2 separate regions of the Mus musculus genome follow, and region 2 is linked to region 1. Evidence: chromatin contacts called from public Hi-C data. All regions are on one chromosome and are shown on one strand. The core of a region is the stretch at or near the end of the contact, and the rest is flanking DNA. Distances in the headings are between cores, read along the strand shown. Region 1 has its middle 14 kb from the start of Gm39575. Region 2 has its middle 45 kb from the start of Gm11981.

Region 1 (6,185 bases), core at 2,621-5,120:
CTAAAACAAAGTCTATAAATCAGAGAAGATATGAACGTTTGTGAGAAATAAGATCAACCCAAAACAACCCAGATTCAAGACATATCTCTTTTTAAATTGCATTTTTAAAAATTTTTATGTGTGTGCACCTTGTACGCTGACTGCTCCCTCCACCTCCCAACCACACCCTCCGTCTGCTACCCTCCCCACAAACATCTCTCTCGGGTTCAGGTCTGCTTGTTGTCTTCTGTGATGCTCCAAGATTAACCCAGGCCAGCTCTGACCCTGGGTTTAGAGCTATCATTGGAGCCTGATGGCCTCCAAGCAAAGGCAAGACATTTTAATAAATTATTTAGTAGTATTCATAAACACTTAACTAAATATCACTATTAAGAATGAAGATAAAATCTTTATGGCCTCCAGTCACAAAAAGCAAACAAATTTATAGGAAAGAAATTAGATTGACCTCATGCCTTTTATAACAAACCACAAAGCAAGATATGAATAACAACTGTTATAGTTCACATGCAAAGTGTTCCCCATGGGTTAAGTGTTGGAACACTTGGTCTCCAGCAGGAGGTGCTGTTTTAAAAGGTTGTCAGACCTTTAGACACCAGAACAAGATGTAGCTACATGGAGAGCAGGCCTTGGGGTTTTTTAGCCTGATCTTACTGTCTGCTGATGCTTCCTGCCTGTGGACACAATGTGACCACATGTGTCCCATGCTCCAATCACTATGCCTTCCCACTATGATGGACTGTTCCTTCACAAACTGTAAATCCAAATAAGCCATCTGTACTGGTTATTTTTCTGTTGCTGTGATAAAACACTGTGACCAAAAAAAAAAAAAAAAACCTTGAGGAAGGGGGAGTGTTGAGGGGCCTACAGTTCCAGGGGGATAAGAATCCAGGATGGCAGAGAACCATTGCAGCAAGCAGCAGGCGGTAACAGAAGCGGGGAGCCAAGAAATCACATCGCCAGCCTCAAGCAAAAGCGTTGGGAGTTAATGGGCAAAGCAAGCCCGCATAAGCTCAAAGCACGTCCAAGGGATCCACCGCCTCCAGCAAGACCACACCATCTCCCCAAACAGTGCCACCAACTGGAGACCAGGTGTTCAAATACCCAAACCTTTAGGGGACATTTCTCATCCAAACCACCACAGCCTTCCTACCTACCAGGAACTGTGTCAGAGCAGGAGGAAAAGTGGTAAACACAATAACCCAAACAGGACTTTTTCAAAAACTCGATGAACAAGGACTTAAACCCAGCCACTCACAGCAAGAACAGAAGTCTCTGTGAGAGTGCTGGACACACTTCAAGAAACCTGCAAGCAGACTGGTGCACAAGCAAGCCCCTTCTCCATGATCTTTAGACACGTGGTGGTGCTTAGGTGGAGGGAAATCCCTCCAGGATTTTCCTTTCACAGATTTCAGGATTACCTGGTTCCTACCCTGAGGCCACCACTCCCTTTATTCCATTTAACATCAGGTTTTTCTTTAACCTTCTCATCCCTTTGAGCATAAATTTGGATCCAGCATTACATTTCCCAGTGTCCCTTTTCTTCTCAAGGTGTGCATTTCGTATTTCTTTTTGCCCCAAGTTTTCACTGTAGATCATTCATAAGACTGTAGATCACTCATAAGAAAGATCATAAGATCGCCCATAAGATCATAGTGATAAGATCACTAATAACCATGTGTCATAGTTGGAGGGTTCTATTGCTGTGAAGAGACACCATGACCACAGCAACTCTTATAAAGGAAACAATTTCACTGGGGCTGGCTTACAGTTTCAGAAGTTTAGTTCATTATTATCATATGGAACACATGTAGACATGGTGCTGGAGAAGAGTTCTAGGCAGCAAGAAGAGAAACTTTAAGCTACAAGGCCTGGTTTTGAATTTCTGAGAACTCAAAACCCATCCCCTAGTGACACAAAGCCACACCTACTACAGCCAGGCCACACCCCTTAATAGTGCAACTCCCTGTGAACCAACCACTCAAACACACGAGTCTATGGGGGCCATTCTCATCCAAACCACCAGCCAAGACTAGGCTGTCTTGAAATCTCCTCTGCCAGTAATAGTAATCTAAAACTCCATAGTTTAGCCTCAGGCAAGGCTTTTGAACAAGGGCAGAAAGCAGCCACATTTTTTCCCCAAAATATGGCAAGTATGGTCTTTAGGCCACTTGGCAATGGTCATCCCCTCTGAAACCTCTTCAGCTGGGCCTTCATACTCTGAGTTGCTTTTAAGTCTTCCAAGCTCCTACTAGGATGGCTGTTTTAAGTCCTGATTAAAGCATTTCACTACTTTTCTAGCCCAAAATCCCAAAGTCTTCCATATTTTTCCAAGAAACAGCATAGTCAAACCTGTCACAGCAATACCCAACCCCAGGTACCAACTTCTGTCTAAGTTATTGTTCTGTTACTGTGAAGGCCATGACAAGGCAACTCTTATAAAAGAAATCGTCTAATAGGGGCTTGCTACAATTATAGAAGGCAAGTTATATGGCAACACAGACAGGATGAGAGGGAGAGTGGGCTTTTGAAACCTCAAAGTCCAATCCCAGTGACACACCTCCTCCAGCAAGGACACACCTTCCAATCCTTCCCAAATAGTTCCATTAACTGGGGATCCAGCATTCAAGCATATGAGTCTCTGGGGCCACTCTCATTCAAAACAAGAGGAAGAAATCCATCACAAATAGATCAGGATTTGGGGACAGAATGGTGGAAGCAGGAATGGGGATAGGCTCTAATTATCCCTGCTCTTAGGTGACCTAGGCCAGGTCTTATCATATGTACTTTGATGTCCCCACGGGTCATGAGTGGTAAGGGTGGAACCCTAGTGATGTGATGTGAGACTAGATGAGAGAAACCATTCAGGTGTACACCCCAATGAGTTCCCAGAAATTCATAGACAACCCTAGTTAGGGACAGGACCCCTTGACTGCTGTGGAGAATGTCTCTGCAGGACAGATATTCAGGCAGAAGCAAGGATAAGCCTGGGTCAGTCCAGAGCCTACAATTCTCTCACGTCCAAATCAACGAGGAACTGGTCCAAAGCACCAGTGTTTGGTGTCATATAAGTCCATGGCTAATCTTTTCTATGTAAAAAAGAAGCAAGACAGCCACAGCCAGCCCGCAAAAGAAGCTAACACAGTTCCTTAGAGCCTGCAGTGAGGTTTATTAGAAGGAGGAGGCCTCGGCGTGTATGTTGACGGGGAGTGGGGGTGATTATACAGAAGCAATGCAATATATGGAGATCTATACATGATGTGCTAAGTGCAAGGGTGGGCTTCCCTTGAAAGTCTGGAAAGGGGCTTAAATGAGAGAGGAGGTGGGGGAGACAGAGAGAGACAGATGGAGGGAGGGAGGGAGGGAGGGAGAGAGAGAGAGAGAGAGAGAGAGAGAGAGAGAGAGAGAGAGAGAGAGGTTGGGATAGCAAGGAAGGGGCCGGAGGAGTCCCTTCAAAGCAATCTCCCTGAACAAATCTCCCTCAGAATTCTCTCAGGACTAAACTCCCAGAACTAAGAGAAGGTTTGACTTTTTTATAACTTTTAGGAGTGGCAGAAAGTTTCCCATCACATGATTTAGTTCATCACCGCTTCTTTGGCAAGGAGCACGGAGAAGAACCAGGTATCATAAATCAAGAGCTGTCAAGGCACAGCACGGAGTCCCAGGGGGAGGGGCAGGGAGGCGTGGCCTGACTCAAGCCGTGGGATTTGGCCTAAAGATGCAGGCCGCTGTTCTAACAGTCTCCACAGTGCTCATGGCTGTGTGCCATTGAGAACATAACAGGGCCTCAGTTTCCTCTGCAAAAGATCAGGGAAGAGCAGCCGCCTCAGAGGGTGCGGGCCTGTGGGTCACAGGATGTGCTGATCTCAAAGCTGGCTCCGGAGAGGCAGCAGACACTCAGGAAGGATCTGCTGTGTGTCGGGGCTGGATGTCCACTCTTCTTCCTTAGCAGCTTCTCCATTGTTGTCAGGAAATGTTTCAATTTCTGACTACAGAAACTGCCACCATCCTGTTCCCATGTCTGGCCCCTCCCCAACACACACACACACACACACACACACACACACACACACACACACACACAGTGTGGTTTTACGTGTGGAGATCAGATTCTCTCCTTCCATCCTGTGGGTTCAAGATAGAGCTCGGTGGTGGAGCTCGGTTGACGCTCAACGAAGTCTCCCTGACCTCATCGGCACTCCCTACAGAAACGCGTTTCCCTGACCAGGTCTCCTTCTCTCCCATTTCGTCACTGTATCGTAATTGATTTCCTCCTATTCTTTTGGGAGTTTCTGTACTATTTTGTTGTTGTTGTTGTTGTTGTTGCTGCTGCTGCTGCTGCTGTTGCTGCTGTTGAGCTGAATGCTCTCTTTCATTTTGCTTCCTGATTGCATCTGAGGCTCCCACATCACATGGAGGGGGAGGGGGCGGGGCTGTTATGGCGTACTCCCCAGGCAGCATCTCAGCATTTTCTTTCTTCAGCCAATGGTAAGACAATCTCCACCATGCCGATGCTGTGGAGTAGACCGTGCCCACGTAGGGTCATGCTGAGGGCGCAAGTTTTGCCTTCTTGCCCTGTCGTGTGTGTGTGTGTGTGTGTGTGTGTGTGTGTGTGTGTGTGTGTGTGTGTGTGTGTGTGTATGGATGTGTGTGTGAACATATCTGGTGGATTTTGATATATAAATGGTTCTCTTGCTGTTATCCTTTCTTTACTTAGAATAAATTAGGTTTCCTCGTGGAATTTTCCTACATACTCTGTCTTGCCTGACCCACCCTTTTTCCCCATCTCCCTGAGCCCACTCTGCTTTTTATTGTTATAAATTCATAGTTTATTGTTATAAATTCATAATTTATCTCTCTTAGCCAAAACTATACAGAATGGTTTTTCTTTTGAATTTTCTTTTTTTTTTCATTTTAGTCCAAATGTGCAGCTGGCATGACTTCCCTTGTTACCCATTTCACATGAATATTAAAAAACCTGGATATTCATAAGAAAGGAAGGAAAGAAAGAGTGAGGCTGGGATTTTCCCACACCACCCACGTATTCAAAGCTTCTTTCTCAGCCTGTAGCACTACTGGAAAATAGTGGAACCTTAGGAGATAGTGTCCAGCAAAGGAAGTTAGGTCATTGGGGCATTGCTCCTTCCTCTTTGCTATCCTGTTGCCAGGGCCTCTGCCACACTGTCCTAGCATGCTGTACTAGGCTGCCACTGTGATAATAACCATGATCCAAAAACATGAACTAACTAAACCTTTTTTCTTTTTAAAGTGATTAGCTCATGTATTTTGTTACTTTGATGGAAAGCTGGAAGATGAACAGATGGATGGATGTATTAGACAGACAGACAGATAGATAGATAGATAGATAGATAGATAGATAGATAGATAGATAGATAGATAGATAGATGGATAGATAATAAGAATACATGCAATACCAACCTTATTAACTGTTATTGAAAGCCTGTGAGCACATTCTTTCTTCTTCAAGTATGTTCAAGTTAATCTCTCAGTCTCAGAATCAGATCTGCTCAAACCATAATGATTATGATCTGCTGACTTCGCTCACGTCTCAGAATTTCTAGCCCTAGAGCTCTTTGAGGCTGTGCCATCTCTCAGCTGTTGCTCTGCTTCCATTCCCACCCTCCGCTGACAGTCAGCTGAAGCGTGGCTACTTCTGTGGTGAATGATGCAGAGCGGACCTAACCCTGCTCTGCAGGATCCCCTCTCCTGCCTCTCCAGGGAACAGCCTCGTCTGTCCCCTGCGTCATCTCCGAGGCTCTGAGAAGGATGCCTTGGGAGCCACAGGTACAAGAACTGGTAAGGTTGAATAGGCTGAAACCCCAGCAGATTTGAGATTTGAGAACCGCGGGAGTCGAGCCACTTCCTACCTGTCTCTGCAACACATAACCATGACACCCAATCAAGAGGACCCCAGGCACTCAGTCATGTCAGGTGCTATGGCAACCGGAGTTCTTATCCATGCTTAAGAGGTACCTAGATAGCCTTAGCCTTCAGCCAATAACCTTCCCTTCCTGGATATTCTCACACTCTTCCCCCAAGAGGTACATGGTTCACCCAGAATAAAGTGTGTACACTCATGTCCACCCCCAGTAAAGTAGCGTGAACGAGCAAGGATCCTCTAAGAAAGCTGCTTCATTAGAGATCACCACAGGGCAGGCCTTCTCCTA
Region 2 (6,185 bases), core at 1,445-3,944, 85 kb before region 1:
ACATATGTTCACCAGATGCACCCATGGGGCAGTCTTTGTGGTCTCTTTCATTTGTCCCTTTGTATTGAGGAAGCCAGGGCCACCGTGACCCAAAGCAGGCTGTTCATGGTGGGGAGGAGCTGGAAGTTCAGCTGGTTCTGAAGGACCTTTGTCCAGAGGAGAAGATGACGAAATGAGGAGTCTTGGTGCCATCTCTAGACCATCACACACACGCAGGGTGTTTTTTCGGTTGGGAGTTTCTGAGTATCCTGATGGAGAGCTGAAACCATTCATAGGAAGAGGCAGGGCAGGTGGTGCCCCGAGTTCCTGGGGGCAAGGACAGTGAGTCTCCTTCTCAAAGGAGAATGTTGGTCTTGCTTCTCGAAAGCCAGAGTCCAGTGCACAGCCACATGTAGGAGAGAGCAGAGTCTCCAAGCTCACCACCTAATAGAGTCCTCGTGAGGTATAGCTGTCTGGCCACTGGAGGGGTCAGGGCACATGCTGGTGTGGCTGCCTCCAGCAGTTACCCTCAGGTGCTCCCCAGCAGTTACCCAGGATCCTCCAGCAGCTCCCCAATCGCTCTCCAGCATCCTCCATCAGTGCCCCAGCCCACCGTAGGGAACATCCCAGCCATTCTCCCGCCCCTGGCTTTGGATCTCTTCCCCTCCCTCTTCCACTCCTCCAACTCAGGCTCCAAATTCATCTCATGTGGTAAGTCTTACTCCATTTTTCTATCTGGGATGCCATTCTCAATGCCATCTCATGCGTCCAGTCTGTCATGTCCCAGCCTGGAAAGTCCTTAGGCCTCGCTCAGCTTTTGTATCAAGATGGTACCTACCTAGCTTTCTCATCCTCTCTCTGAACCCAGTATCCCCAGGAACTCCCCCAGGATTTTCAGAAGACAAAGGACAGCAGAGATGGTCTCCTCACAGCCCCAAGGAGTCACGTGCTCTGTGTTATTTCCTGATGGAGCTTTGTAGCATCTCCATTTGAGAGACAATATAGCTGCTCTCTTTCCTGCTTTTTAAAACGTCTGTTTTTAAACAGGAACATGCCTAAAATCCCAGGGAAAACTGAGGTAGGAGCATTGTTGTGAGTTAGGGGCTAGCCTGGGCTACATTCCAATATTTCTCTAAAAAGAAACAAAAGTTTAAGTTTATTTTTCACTTCTTATTCTAAGTATAAGTGTGCATATAAATAAAATCTCATTGAGTGCTCAACATTTTTGGAATGCTGAGTCCAAAGCAACTATTTTTATTCACGTTAGCTTGTGGTCCTCCCCCTCTCCTCCACCCCAACACACTCCTTGTCACTCTGAGGCTAACCGAGCATTCTGCTGAAGCCAGCTGCCCCGCAGCTGTGTCCTCTGCCCGCCTTATCTTGTCTCAGCTGAATGAACACTAAGGATTTTCCCCTGGTGCTCTGTGAATTTAGTGCCACTGCGTCTATTATTGGCTGCGGGTTTGTGCTTGGATCCTTATCCTGGGACATGCAAGGATGTGACTAAGAAAGATTCTTTGTACCAAAATAAAGTCCTGATGATTTCAAAGGGAGATGCTGTGATATATGTGTGTCGTCTTTAATGTGTGAAGTGAAAGAGGATGCAGTGTGGGACCTGGCGAGCCAGGGTTTTAAAGTCCGATGCCACAGCTGGGAAAGCACATGGAACCCTTACAGTCTTCCTGACGACACAGCCACGCATGCTCCTGACGGTACTGTAGCTGCCCCAAGGGCAGTAAGCACACCTTCCCTTACCACCTTTTGGGCTAGAACCAAGCAGAAACATAAAAGACAAGTGAACAAACTGTGTGTGTGGCTGTGTGTTGGGTATGTGTGTCATGTGTGTGTAGGTGTGTATCATCTATGTCAGTCTTGTATGCATATGTGTGCATGTGTGTGTGTGTACTTCTGTCATTGCATGAGTCTATTTGTGTGTTTGGGTCAGGCAAAGTCTATATAATGTATGTTTGTATAGCGTGTGTCTGTCAGGAAGAACATACATATTCACAGCAGACAACACTTGAAGGACACAGAGAAAGTGAGGACAGCCTGCCCTGAGAAGAGGGGCTGGTGGGTCTGACCTGAGAAAGAAGCAGCCCCACGCCCAACACCCATCCTGAACAGACCAAAAAAAGGCAGAGTGCCTGTTCCACTTGTTATAGGGGAACCTGAGCCTATCTCTTCAAGTCTATAACTCCAAAATCTAGCAGTTCCTGGCCCTTGGGGCCCACATACGAGGGAGGAAATAGGGCAGATCTTGTACAGGGTAGTTTCCAATCCCCCATGCCTGACATCTTCAGCCTGAAGCTCTGGGCTTGAGGGGTTCTCCAGGAAGACCACCAGTACCTGAGGCAGCTCCCAAGCCAGGTGCTGCTTCATGGTTCCACTGGGAGCAGTGGCCTCTGTCTTCATTGGTTCCCGGGCAAATACACAAGAGCCCTGAGCCTGTGGCCACCTGCCTCCTAAACAAAGACGCGTCCCAAGACATGCCTGTGATTGTCAACTGCATGTACTTTGGCCAGCTATGACACCCAGATGTTCACTTAGACACTGGCCCAGATATTGCTGAGCCAGCATGTTTTGGATTAAAATGAGCTTTTCAATCAGCAAGCAGCTGACCCTTCACTGTGTGGGTGGAGGCCTGGAGAGGATGCTCCAGAAGAAGTGTTTGAGTCTTCTCTTTTGCACAGACAGCAATCTGGGGAGCATGGGAGAAAACAGAATTGGAACAGGCTGAAGCTACAGACAAGCTGTCTTAGCAAAGTCTACACTTCCCAGGGCAGCTCAGAGAGTGCGTGGAAGCTCCAGGCTTGGTGGCCATGGGCCAGAAGAGAGTGAAGGAAGGGAACTGCAGATCTGCCCCAGTTTAGGGGAAGATACAAAGGCCTTCGGAGACTGGATGGTACCAGTGTCCTGACTTCTGGCCACCTGCCCACCCACCCTGGCAGCACAGCATAGCCCTCTTACCCCAGAGCTCACAGCATGAAATACTGTCATCCCATGTCCATGAGAATCTCAGGAAAAATGAACCTTCACCTGGCATCACCTAAGAACTGGGAAGGTGACCATGCAGGTCAGTCCCGGGATGTGGCAGTGACTTCCGGGCACCTTGAATAACACAGTGAATATCTATAGGGAAGGCAGAGAGAGTGACCACATGGGAAAGATGGAGGGAAGCGGGAGCAAAGACACGAGGGACACAGAAACTAAGGGAAAGAGTCGAGAAGGAGTGAAGCCAAGAAGAAGGCAGAGATAGAGACAGGAGGGAATGAACTAGACAAAGAGAGACAGAGATGCCAAGACCAAGGGTCATACAGTAACAGACTAAGCAAGACAGGAAGAAGTGGCGGAGACAGAGTGTGATGGACAGGGGTACAGATGAGAGAGACAGATCAGGACACCCCAAGAAGAGAGTAGGAGACCTGCTAGCCATCCCCAGCCCCAGGGCCAAGCCCCATGTCTCCTAGCACCAAGGATAAAGTAGAACACAACCTGTGGAATTCTCTAGGCTCCTTGGCCACCACACCCATGGAGGCAGGGCACCTGGCCCCATTCAGTGTCAAGTTATTACTTCCCTTTGGAAGGTCTGCACGTTCCTAGCATGCTATTTCCCTGACAGAGTGATTAGCAGTGAGTTGAAGGATCTCTCTCCCTCTCCCCCTCCCCCTCCCCCTCCCCCCTCTCCCTCTCCCTCTCCCCTTCCCTCTCCCCCTCCATCTCCATCTCCCCCTCCCCCTCTCTCCATCTCCCCCTCCCCCTCTCTCCATCTCCCCCTCTCCATCTCCCCTCCCCCCTCCCCCTCTTTCTCCCTCCCCCTCCCCCTCTGTGCCTCTTCCTCCCTCTCCTTCTTTCTCCTCTCTGTGCCTCTTCCTCCCTCTCTCCCTCCCTCCCCCATCTGTTGCAGGATTTTCCCTGTCCAATTATGTTAGTGCGGAGGAGGCGTGTGATTGGACAGGGAAAGGGGAGGCGGAGCTAAGAGTTGCAGAGACAGCTTCTCAGAGTAGGAGAAGAAGATGTCTGGGGACCTGTACCCCCCAGTGGCATTTTCCAGCCACAAGTAGCTATGATTTCACAAGGTTAGAAATATTGGGATAAAGCTTTTATCATTATCAATTGGCTTTGAAATTATTGTATTAGCATTTTGTAAATTGTGATATTGTTGATACATAATCCTGATTGGTTAATTAAGCATTAAGAGTCTTGATTCTACCGGGGTACTGGATATTGTGATGTGATGGATGACTGTGGGGTACGAGAGGAACTCGGGGGCGGGAGAGGCCCTTGCCGGAGAAAGGGAGCCCTGTGATCTGGAGTGGCTAAAGAGTTGGTGGGCCAGCGGGAACACAGAAGCATGGTCCAGTCCCACGGAGAGTTAGCTGAGTTCGTTTTTTAATATTTCCTGCAACACCCATCTACCTCTTCCTCTCCATCCTCCACACTATCTTTCTATGTGTCTCTGACTCTATCACAGAAAAGGCAGATGTTACAGACCCAACATGTGTGCTGCCCAAAACTCTCTCCCAAGTCCATTAGGAGTGGGTCTCTTGGAATATGCTCCATCATGACTAGTGTAGTGATCCAAAAGGGCACAAAAAAACTCTTTAAGTTCCTTTCCCTGAGGTGAGGACCCGGAAAGAAAGTGCCACCTACTTCCTGGAAGCAGACCTTCACTGGAGCCTGTCTGCACTGGCCACTGACCCCAGACTTCAGAATCCACATGCTTGAAGAATAAAGGTACCCAGAGTGTGGCATTCTGTCACAGCTGCCTCTGCAGGCTAAGACAGAACTCCCCACCCATAGCCTGGTGTAACTGCTCTTCCTAACTCTTGTACAGAGTGGCCCCAGCCTGGAAACTAGACAGGGATGAGGAGCCAGGACTAGGTGCTCAGCTGAGCTCCCTCTGGGTTTTGATGCCTCTCCTGGCTGAGCTCACAGAGTTATTTTACCAGGGAATCCTAGATGGTACCTACAACAGTCCTGTTGTGAACCAGACCCAACATCTTGTCACAGGTCTTCCATGTACTCCCCAGAGCACGTGAAAGGTGACACACTCACCAGTTTGTCTAGAGCGCATGGTCTCTGGGACCTGCGGCTTGGCAAGCCCTTCATTTCTCAGGAACAGTTTATCCACTGGCAAACTCTGCAAGTCAGAACAGAACTGCCTCAGGCCTCCTGGAGACTGGAAAGTTAGCAAGGTCGTTGACATAATGGAAATAAATTCATTCATGGAAACAAACAAGATGGAAAGAATTTGAATTGATCTCCACCAGGAGAGTACAAATCAAAACTCCATTAAGAGTTCATCTCACCCAACTCAAAATGGCAGTTGAAGAAAATAAGCAAATGCTGACAGGGATGAGGGGAAAAGAAACCTTTCTATGCTGTTTGTGTGAACATATGGAAATTAGTGTGGAGGTTCCCAAAAATTTAAAATACAATAACTCAGCTATTCTACTCCTGGAAACACACCCAGAGGTCACACATGTTTGTTATAGTACTGTTGACAATAGCCTAGGATTGAGTTCAGCTTAGGTACCCATCAAAGTATGGATGGATCAAAAAACATGGTGGACACACACATCGAGTTACAGGCAACCTTAAAGGAAAAGGAAACCACATCCTTTGCAGGAAAAGGGGTGGAACCCGAGCTTGCTATGTCAAGGGAACCAAGCCAGACTCAGAAAGACAAATAGGTTATTTTCCTTTATGTGTATAATCTGGGGACGAGGGGTGGTTAGGGAAGAGAAAACAAAACCCAGCAATGGAAGGTAAATGTGGCCAAAAATTATCACATGCAGGCATGGAAGTGTCACACTTAAACATATTACTCTGCCTAGCACTGAATAGAAAAACAGCTGGACGGGAGAATGAGCACATGAATAAAACATACAGTGCATGTCTCGGCCACCTCCCCGCCCGCCCAGCAAGGTGCGCATTTGGAGTAAAATGAAGCCCAATGCACGGCAGTGCAATCAAATGCTGACCCTAGGGGATTTCCATTTCCCCCACCGCCTTACTGTAAACTACGTGTTCTGTTGGCTGAACCTTGGAAATTGTTTTTATAGAAAGATCCAAGAGTTAAAATGGAACTTGCTCATACAATAATTTCTTTTTTTCTTCTCGGTAAGAGATTAGAGGTTAGTAATAAATAACTTCCTGAATATTTAATATGTACAAGAAGCCATTAGGCACTTTGTGTGCGCTGT

What was found. Hi-C and Micro-C count contacts between places; a contact is called where the count stands out from the background.
Region 2: a contact with region 1 is called in a Hi-C map of uterus, with 11 times the contacts expected there. The contact joins two enhancer-like sites. A contact is called at or near these places in 4 of 15 datasets of contacts at CTCF or cohesin (CD8 T cells, the NIH/3T3 cell line, large pre-B cells and 1 more), 18 of 484 Hi-C or Micro-C datasets (the CH12 cell line, bone marrow-derived macrophages, cerebral cortex and 8 more), 15 of 115 datasets of contacts at active chromatin or transcription factors (the NIH/3T3 cell line, SST interneurons, cardiomyocytes and 7 more) and 3 of 9 other capture datasets (adipose tissue, liver and pancreatic islet).

The regions. Positions count from the first base shown.
Region 1 is chr11:6,678,161-6,684,345 of GRCm38.p6, reverse strand. No RefSeq gene overlaps it. Among named protein-coding and RNA genes, the nearest start is that of Gm39575, 14 kb to the left of the region's middle. Within about 2 kb of position 3,870, at least 103 of the 459 cell types and tissues checked have an H3K27ac peak or open chromatin away from gene starts, as enhancers often do. A contact at or near this core is called in uterus, where this site is marked.
Region 2 is chr11:6,762,115-6,768,299 of GRCm38.p6, reverse strand. No RefSeq gene overlaps it. Among named protein-coding and RNA genes, the nearest start is that of Gm11981, 45 kb to the right of the region's middle. Within about 2 kb of position 2,694, at least 11 of the 459 cell types and tissues checked have an H3K27ac peak or open chromatin away from gene starts, as enhancers often do. A contact at or near this core is called in uterus, where this site is marked.